2 separate regions of the Gossypium hirsutum genome follow, and region 1 is linked to region 2. Evidence: chromatin contacts called from public Hi-C data. All regions are on one chromosome and are shown on one strand. The core of a region is the stretch at or near the end of the contact, and the rest is flanking DNA. Distances in the headings are between cores, read along the strand shown.

Evidence for each region. Hi-C and Micro-C count contacts between places; a contact is called where the count stands out from the background.
Region 1: a contact with region 2 is called in a Hi-C map of leaf, with 1.7 times the contacts expected there. The contact joins the promoter of LOC107914506 here to the promoter of LOC107914954 in region 2. A contact is called at or near these places in 4 of 34 Hi-C or Micro-C datasets (all in leaf).

Annotation. Positions count from the first base shown.
Region 1 is chrD10:18,488,282-18,493,052 of Gossypium_hirsutum_v2.1, reverse strand. It overlaps LOC107914506 (thioredoxin H9), which reads left to right and starts at 3,502. Exons shown (of 5, transcript XM_016843441.2): 1 at 3,502-3,906; 2 at 4,758-4,771. The coding sequence starts at 3,857. LOC107914507 (ubiquitin-conjugating enzyme E2-17 kDa) reads left to right here and starts at 787. Exons shown (of 5, transcript XM_016843444.2): 1 at 787-1,024; 2 at 1,131-1,246; 3 at 1,872-1,999; 4 at 2,106-2,210; 5 at 2,625-2,989. The coding sequence starts at 1,177. The coding sequence ends at 2,768.
Region 2 is chrD10:18,216,628-18,221,436 of Gossypium_hirsutum_v2.1, reverse strand. LOC107914954 (protein LIGHT-DEPENDENT SHORT HYPOCOTYLS 10) reads left to right here and starts at 1,956. Exons shown (of 1, transcript XM_016844025.2): 1 at 1,956-2,960. The coding sequence starts at 2,105. The coding sequence ends at 2,719.

The DNA of each region.
Region 1 (4,771 bases), core at 2,253-4,752, 270 kb before region 2:
AAATTATATATCTATACTATTATTTAAATTTCTGGGGTTTTTTTTTGGCATAATTTAAATATTTGATTTGGTGTTACAAGTCAATCGAGCACCTTTTTAATTAAGAAAAATTACTTTGATGTCCTTTAGTATTTAAAATAAATTATATTATTTAAAAATACTTTAGTCTTTTTATTTAACCAACGCTAATTGTATTAATAAAACTGTATTTTACCACTCAACCAAATCTTTATTTTGATTCTAAAGTAGATTTTAATTTTATTATATGCACTCATTACCTCTATCAATTGTATATCTATACTATTATTTAAGTTCTTATTTGAGTTGGTGTTACAAGTCAATCGAGCACCAACTTAATTAGTGAAATTACGAAAATGCCATTTTATTATTAAAATTAATTATATTATTCGAAGATACTTTAATAAAAAAATTGTATATTGTGGGATTTAAACCTATATTATTCATGTCAATAAAACATTAATTTTATAACTGAAGTAAAGTTTTATTATATTATGATATTTACATTTTAACTGTATTATAGTAATTTATTACTTTAATCAATTGTGTATATATTCGTAATGTTACTAATTGAGTTAGTGTCAAAAGTCAACTCAATAGTAACTAATAATAACATCACGTATAGTTATAATACATTTAGTATTTTTTTAATATGAAGTATTTACTATTTAAATTTATTTACTCACAATTTAAGTTTTTTCTATTTTAATATTATACATATTCATTATTAATTAATTTTAAATTATACTGATTATTTATCTAATATTTGTATTTTAAATATTATGTTTGCGTGTGATAAGATTCCTCTTGTTTATATAAAAAACTGTTATCTCTCTCGCTCTGTTGTGAGTGCAAAATCAAGGGATTGCCGGTGGAGACGACGCGCTCGTTGAGGGCCAAGGAAGGAAGGAAGAAGAGAGAGAGAGAGATAAAAAGGAGAATCTGCTTCAAAGTTTCAAACTTTCCCGTCTCATATCTAATCCCCAATTTCTCTCTTCTGCTCTAGGTATATTTTCTTTTTTCTTTCACAACTTTCTTCTTCAATCTTTACTTTCACTGCAGTTGCTATATATTGTTCTTCATGTGATGGTTTTTTCTGATTTTGTCTTCAGGTTCCTTCCTGTCCTCTTAGGATTCTTGTGGTCTGTTCAAAGCGTCATGGCCTCGAAGCGGATTTTGAAGGAACTCAAGGATTTGCAAAAGGATCCACCCACTTCTTGCAGTGCAGGTCCCTTTTCTTTTTCTGGACATACATAAATTTTATGCCCCTCCTGATAATAACTTCATTTATACCACTTTGTCTATTTTTCTTTTCTCTGGTTTCATGTACAATACGTGTCATTTATATACCCATGAATGTATTGAATTCCATTTAGGATTATATGTATTTGGCTGTATACTTATAACCTGTGCTCAAGCAAGCTTGCTTTTGTCCATCCCCAGTGCTTATCGCTGAAATTCCGTAACCATGGATGCTGAGGGTCGGACCCTCAACATGTCGAGGTTTTGTCTCTCTGTCGAGAGCGCTGATGGGTTCACAAAGCAGGTGCGCGTCTCGGGATGCCTGAATAGGCAGGAGCCAGAGTTACTGAAGAGCGAGCACATGGTGCCATGGTTGCCGAAAAGCTAGCTAATGGCAAGGCTCGAACTCAAGACCTCTACTATATAGAAGTCCTTGAGGGAGCCAGGGTACGGCTTGGGCTAGTGACCCTCAACAATGTAGCATGGGTCCGAAGTCCCTAAGTTTTTAGTCTACAAAATTTTCGATTCGCATTCTTTAGACCTAACTTTGTCATGTGATGCTCTATTATGTCACTAACCTCGGGATGCTTGCACTTTTTTTTTTGTGATAGGACCTGTAGCTGAAGACATGTTTCATTGGCAAGCAACAATCATGGGCCCTTCCGATAGCCCTTATGCGGGAGGTGTATTTTTAGTTAGTATTCATTTTCCTCCAGATTATCCTTTCAAGCCCCCTAAGGTAGTTTGCTTCACCTGGATCGTTTTATTATCCCTTTTCTCTGTGTGTGAAATGTTGTTTGAGTGGTACGTCCTCTTTTCATGGATAATGCTGCCATCATGTTTAGGTTGCATTTAGGACCAAGGTTTTCCATCCAAACATCAATAGCAATGGGAGCATTTGTCTTGATATCCTAAAAGAACAGTGGAGTCCAGCCCTAACCATTTCCAAGGTTTGACCTTACTCCTGTTAACCTTATGGTATTTCATACACATGCAGAATCTTGGTTTTTGGCCGACTATGGCTGCACAAAAGTTTCTCTGGTGTTACTTTTAAATGATTTCAATATCCTTGGGTAAAATTACTTTCTATTGGTTATAAGTTAGACTTGCATTTTACGAGTTTGTATGCGTTTCCAACACACGAACAATCACTACAGTTACTCCCCGAGTTTAATTCTTTCTGGGAATTGAATAATTAATATCAGAAGAGAAAGACCAACCTTGATTAAATATCATTGGCAATACGCACCAACTTTAGCCACTTTAGAAGATGAACTATTATATTGTTGTTGTTACTATCCTTCTTTGCATTGGCTTCTGCCGCTGATTGGAAATAAAAGAGTTTAACTCCAATGCGAAACCAGGTTCTGCTCTCGATCTGCTCGTTGTTGACTGATCCAAACCCTGATGACCCACTTGTTCTGGAGATTGCGCACATGTATAAGACTGATCGGGCAAAGTATGAAGCTACAGCACGTGGCTGGACCCAGAAGTATGCCATGGGATGATGGTGGTTAGTGGGTAATACGTATTGGCTTTTGTACGATGCCATGTATGTGTTAAAACCTTCATATATTTTGGTTTGGGAAGGAACTTGTGATTGTGCTTAGATTTGGATTTGAATTATGTGGACATCTTATATCAAAGGTGGGTCTATGGTTGTAAGAGAGAATGCCATTCCATTCCATGTCTTTTTATAGCTTGTTATATGATGAAGCATTTCCTAAAACTTTCATGCTTATAAGTGGAGGATTATGGTTTGACTACAAAATTTTTAACAGTTAAAAATATGCCATCAGTCCTTGTGCTCCTCCAACATTTGGAATTTAGTCCCTATATTAAAATTGTTAAATTTTTTTATTAAATTCAAGTTATTATAATATCACTTTTTTAGTTACATGGTTGTTAGGTAAATTTTTTTTTTATTTCAAAATTTCACACTAATATGTTTAATAAAAAACATTTAACAGGGTCAAAATTTAAAAAATAAAAAGTATGAGATTGAATTTCAAATTTTTTAAAAAGTGCAGGGACTGATGAGTTGAGGTAAGAAACCATCATGTCAAATAATTATAACCATAAATGGACAACCCAACCCTTAGGGCAACTGAAAACAGTTGCCAAACTTTAGGTAAAACGAATCGTAATTCTTTAACCACAACCCCATAATAAGGTTGTTGATATAGCTTCAAGCTTAAGAATTTCTTTAATTAATTTTAAATTATACAGACTTGAATGGAACAACTGCATTTCAGCACTGAAAATTTCTTGTTCCACAACATTAATTATTTTACTTACGGAGCATAAATTAAAAATTAAATCTTTTATTTTTTTCAATTATTGACCCATTACTTTTTTTCCTTCCAAATTTGCTTGTATGAATGTATTTAGTAGGTAAATTTTAATTAAAAAAATACTAATTATATAAATAAAAATAACTAAATCTTGCGATAATTGTAATAAAGGATTAGTCGGAAAAAGAATATTTTAGAAATTAGTGGCATATTTTGATCTAAAATTTTTTAGTTATTCTAAAATATAAAATAGAAACTAGAAAAATTCAACCTGTTGGCAACAGCGAAAAACATGGGGGTATATGAGTAAATTGCGATGCAAAAGGCAAGGATCTAAACAGTCAGAGAACAGGTCAGTCCTTCGAAGCTTGAGCCTGCTTGACTCTATTCCTGTTTGTGTTGGAGACTTTGGGTTTCTAATCTACTACTCTGTTTCCTTCATTGATTTTTCAGAAGCTTTTCGTACCCAAAATTTTCTGCTTACTCATTCTTTATTTAATTTCTACTTCATTAGATTCCTTAAACCGCAAGGTTACTTTAATTTTCGCATCTAGTATTGGATTCTTTTTATTGTCACCAATCTAATCGGAAAATCAAGCCTTAATCTTTACAGGTAAATTAGCCGTCGCTTTGTTCTAAGTTGGTAATTGACGGGTGTTCTATTAATCTTCTTAGCTTGCATTCCTAGCTTGCTTTTCTCTTTGTTTCCATTTGTAGAGTACTTTCAGATTACTCTTTTACTTTTCTGTTTCCTTTCTTGGTATTTGTTAAAATTCTGATAATTCAAGTGAAAAAGCTATGTCTAAATGTCGTTGGAATTGTTGTTGCATTTTGACTATTTGTTCAATCGAATGAGAATTTCATTTTTGGAGGATTTTCTTTTGCTTTATTGGCAAGGATTTGAGAAAGCAAATAGCATGATTTGGTTTTGTATATCATAATTTTGGGTTTGAAAAACAGGATGGACTGTAACTTATTCAGAAATGTAAATACATACCCTTAGGGTTTTATCCAAGTATTGTTTATTAGGAAATAATACAGCTATTATGCCTTTTGAAGTTTATTGCCTGTGTGGAAGTAGTGTGGATTTACTTTTAACTTGTTTAAGATTGATTATTGTGTATAAATTGATAGTTAAAATTGTTTCTTTACCATGGACTTAAGTCTGCAATGTCTGGAATTTGATGTCTTCCCAACTTTCAGGGGTACTGATACAT
Region 2 (4,809 bases), core at 707-3,206:
CAAGCCCAAGTCCTTAGCAATCTGTTTCTTCTCTCGCCCTAACATAAAGACAGAAAGTTTGTGCGTTATTCTCCTTATGTGTTGACCCTTCTTCACCTAAAGGATTGTTATATATGGCAACCCCTTTTCCCTTCAGTCTAGCTGGATCAACGGGATCAGAATCCCTAACATTAATTTGACTTTCATCCCATAAATCATGGAAAGCCTTAAAGCGGGATCCCTACGAAACCGACTCTTTCCTTCCTTCCCGGCGAGCCACTAGTTTTCGTCTAGGTCTACTATTCTAGCGATCGACTACGATCTGAGGCCCAAACATGTCCAACTCTTTCTTATTTTTGGCCATAACCAGAGCTTCTTGGTTCCTTTGGTCTGCCATTTGTACAGTCCTCTTTATACTTCGTCCATCATGGCTAGGGACAAAAGAACAAGATTCTCTCAAGTGTTCAAAATGCCAACAAGAAAAACAAATATTAGGGATAGACTCATATTCTACACGCTGAAGTTGACCATCCACCTTAATTTTAGAAACCAAAGGCTTGTTAAGATCGAGAAGGATCGCCATATGAACGAATCGACTCCGATGCGTACTGCCCGTATTATCATCAAGTTTAATGACATGACCAATCGTCTCCCCCAATGCTCGTTAAGATACTCTTCCGATACAAAAAAACCGGGGATGCCCAGAAGGCGAATCGAAGCTACCACCACATTCGACGGATGAGGTTGACTAGTTGAGAAGAATTCAGACTAGGGTTGAACCGTTAAATGTTGCCCAAAAACAATCCACGGTCCTTTTGTGAGAGCCTGAATATAATCCATTTCCACTTGGAATTTCACCATGAAATAATCATTTTCCAAATCCAAAAATTTAACTGGAGTGGAAGGCTTCCAAAGGTGATAAATCTTATTAGAAAGAGCCTGGAAACCTATTTACCTTCCCAAAAGCTTAACCACAATCGTGCGAGATATACTCTGATATAAAATCTGATGAACCATTTCAGAAAATCGAATCGAAGGTAGTTCGTCTTCTATTCCAGTAGTCACATCTCCATTGAGTAACTGTAGATCATCATTATCTTGATCGTGCAAACTTTGTTTCGCATCCCTTGAAACCCCAAGCAACATGTCTTTGAAAGATAACCGTGAGTTAGATAGCTTATCAAATCCATTGGGATTTCCTTCCTCATCCACGACCAGAAAATGATCATCCTCCCCAGACCATTATTACGTATACAAACTTTCTTGGTAACTTTGTCCTCCAATGAAGTCAACTACAAAATTTTTTTTAATCAAATGATCTGATGACAAATCAATGGCGGCGGCGTAACTGCAAATCTACTGATTTTAGAGCTTATACTTAGTTCTCTATATATATTGTTTATAACCTTTTAATGGTTTAGTTCTTAAAAAAAAATTGTACTATCTAAAAGTTAATCAATGTAAATGATACTAATTCCTACTACCCTTATTTAAGTAATCAGCCAAGAAATTTGTTTTCTAAAATTAAACGTAACTTTATCGATTTGCCATAAATACCGAAAACTTTGAATTTACTTACAATTATATATTTGTTTTAGCTTATTACTTATAATTTTTTTATTAAATTTGTGCTTTTAAATATGTAACATTTAAATATAAAAAAAACTCTACAACATACATAATATCTCAAAATTTTATTATTTTATTTTTTGGCTTTTAAAATATTGTTTTGATACGTAATTTCGGCCCCCCACCCCCAAGAGGAGTTGCATGTTTCTAGTCTTAATTTGTGGCGTTTGATTTAGAAAAGTTATCATGTACATGCTGTCAACGAGGTTATCATTTTAAGATATATTGATTTATTACTTTTTCATTGGTATACCAAAAAAGAAATCATAGAGGGCAATAGGGGTTAAAGGTAGTTCAAAAGTAACATGATAAGAGCTTAATGTATTGACAAATAACATCAATTATTGCATTGGATTAATAGGGAAAATACATAGCTAATTTTATAGTATAATTATAGAGGAGAATGTACAGAAATGAAAGATGATGAAAAAGAGGGAGAGAAAGCAACGTCTTATGGCCCCATGGCGTGTCTTGGTTGCCCCATGATGTGAACTTCATGTTCCTCCTCTCCCTTACCTTGCTTCCCGGCCCCCCTATTTCTACTTGCCTGCCTTCCTTACCAACAAACATACACATCCATCTCAACGATATGTCCAGTGAGAGAGGGAAGGATATAGCCGAAGGATCATCCTTGATTGCCGATCACCACCAACCCCCAACACCTAGCCGATATGAGTCCCAGAAGAGAAGGGACTGGAATACTTTCGGTCAGTACTTGAAGAACCAGCGGCCTCCGGTTCCTCTTTCACAGTGCAATTCCAACCATGTCTTAGACTTCCTGCGATATCTGGATCAGTTCGGGAAGACCAAGGTTCACCTCCAAGGTTGCATGTTCTACGGACAGCCTGAACCACCTGCTCCTTGCACTTGCCCCCTTAGGCAAGCTTGGGGCAGCCTTGATGCTCTTATTGGGAGGCTTCGAGCTGCTTATGAAGAAAATGGAGGGTCACCTGAGTCCAACCCTTTTGCCACCGGTGCTATTCGAGTTTATCTAAGAGAGGTGAGGGAAAGTCAAGCAAAGGCAAGGGGGATCCCTTACAAGAAGCAAAAGAAAAAGCCCAAGCAAGACAAACCAAGCGATGAATCCAGCTCGACCCTCTTCTTCTCTTGATTCTTTTTCTTTCTTTTCGAATTTAGGGTTTAGAGTCTTATCCCTCACTCACTGCTCGCAGTGTTTCAATATATACATGGTATTTTTATTTTTGCTTCTCTATTTCCTTTAAGTACTAGTTTCACTTTGAATTAATGTTAGATCCAGCACTGCTATTGTTTTATTTAGTTATTTTCACTGCTATATTTTTCAATTTCATTAGATGAATCACTGCATGTAATTTCTGGAGTGAATGAACTGCTTTCTAAGATTATATATATATTTCATTACTTTGCAAGAAGACATCCTGAAGCCCACCGACTTCAAGAGACAAATCAAATAATTTGTTACCTATTTGGTGGTATACCAACTGCAATATTAATTAATCCTCAATACTATAAACAACCCAGATTCCCCACTCCAAATTTATACCTAATTTCAACCATCATAATATTAGTGACGTGAATCGGCATTTACAAAGACTCATTGAATTACTTTTTTCATTTTAAATCTTTTTTATCAATCATACTTCATTTAAATATCATATTAATCAACCATGAACCGCCCTTATTAACATTTTCCGTAGCTTATTTTTATTCATATTTCTTTTTAATAAGTATATATTTTTTGAATCCATGTCCTTTTCATTATTATAATAATATGTTAATTTAGTTAGGAATCAATCGAGTTACATTTTAAATAAACAGATGATAAATTATAAAATTTTTTACTTCAATAATATAAAATAAATAAATACCAGAATGGGATAATGACACTAATATTCTCGAATCTAGGCAAACTTTGCAGTAAATAACTGGTGTTGCCTGACCAATCGGCGGCACCCCTTTCCTCTTTAAAATAATTTATTTTTTTTGGGTGCAGCCTAACCAATCGATGGCACTTGTATTTCAAACTCAAAATACGTGTTTTTTTTTACATGTATAAGCATAAAAAGGAAAAAAAATATTTTTTATTAGTGCCGCCAACCTGTCACGCGATACCCTATTATTTTTAATAAAATATAATTTCTTTTAAGCTGAAAAATAGATCTAATAATTTTCAGGTATTGGAACCCGGGCCCGTGACCAACAAGTCACATCCGCGATAGGCCGTCAGGACAGCTTTGTAGGAGACCTCGTCATTCCATATGTGGAGGGACTAACATCAATCGACCACCATATAACTAGGGCAACCCATTCCACACATGCCACTACTGGTAGCCCCTCGATGGAGTGAAATTAGGAAAAACATGATTCCAAATAAGGCCTTCTCTCCAACCGGGCGTTCCACAACACAATATATGGTTGATGCTCTAATGCCCAATTCTTTGCATGTTTCCCTTTCTTGTAAATTTTGTGGACATATTTTCCCAATTGTATAGGAACGTCAAGAATATGTTGACGACACCCGAATTGACGAAGCACCTGATCCCTGGCATACCACTCCACCATTTGAATATTGATAATGGGAGCATTAATACACCACAAGATTGCATATGCTCTAGTCGGCGGAGGAATGACGAAAGCAACATCCGGCGTGATATACGACATCCACACGAACTACACAATTAAACACATGATTAAAATAATAATTACAGTGTAATTTAATAAATAAACTAATTACATAACATTAATATAATTTAATTATTTGAAAATAAATTACCCTATCCTTGATGTATGCCTCGATCATCTGTCGGTATACAATGAGTGCTTTCGACTTTTCGATGTTCAGACAAGTATACCATCTAAAAATATAAACCAAACTCGTTAGAAAATATTTTCATGAAAAAAATCTTGATCCAAATTAAAAAATTTTTTTACCTATTCATAAGTGGGAACACATGTACTTGGTGACCCACTGATACCAGAAATGGCATCATGTATAGCACCCAAGATTGTAGCAGTATCAAGCAGCCACCTATATCGACAGTTTTGTGTTTTGTCCCCCGACAAAGCTCACGATATAGCGTCGCTAGTATTGCCGAACCCCAGCTGTAGGAATGAGCACCTTGCAAATCACTAAGTAAAGACAGATACATCAAGTAGACTTTATTATTATTGGAATCCTACATAAGTACCCCTATAAGTTGTAGTATATAGGCTCAAGCAGCC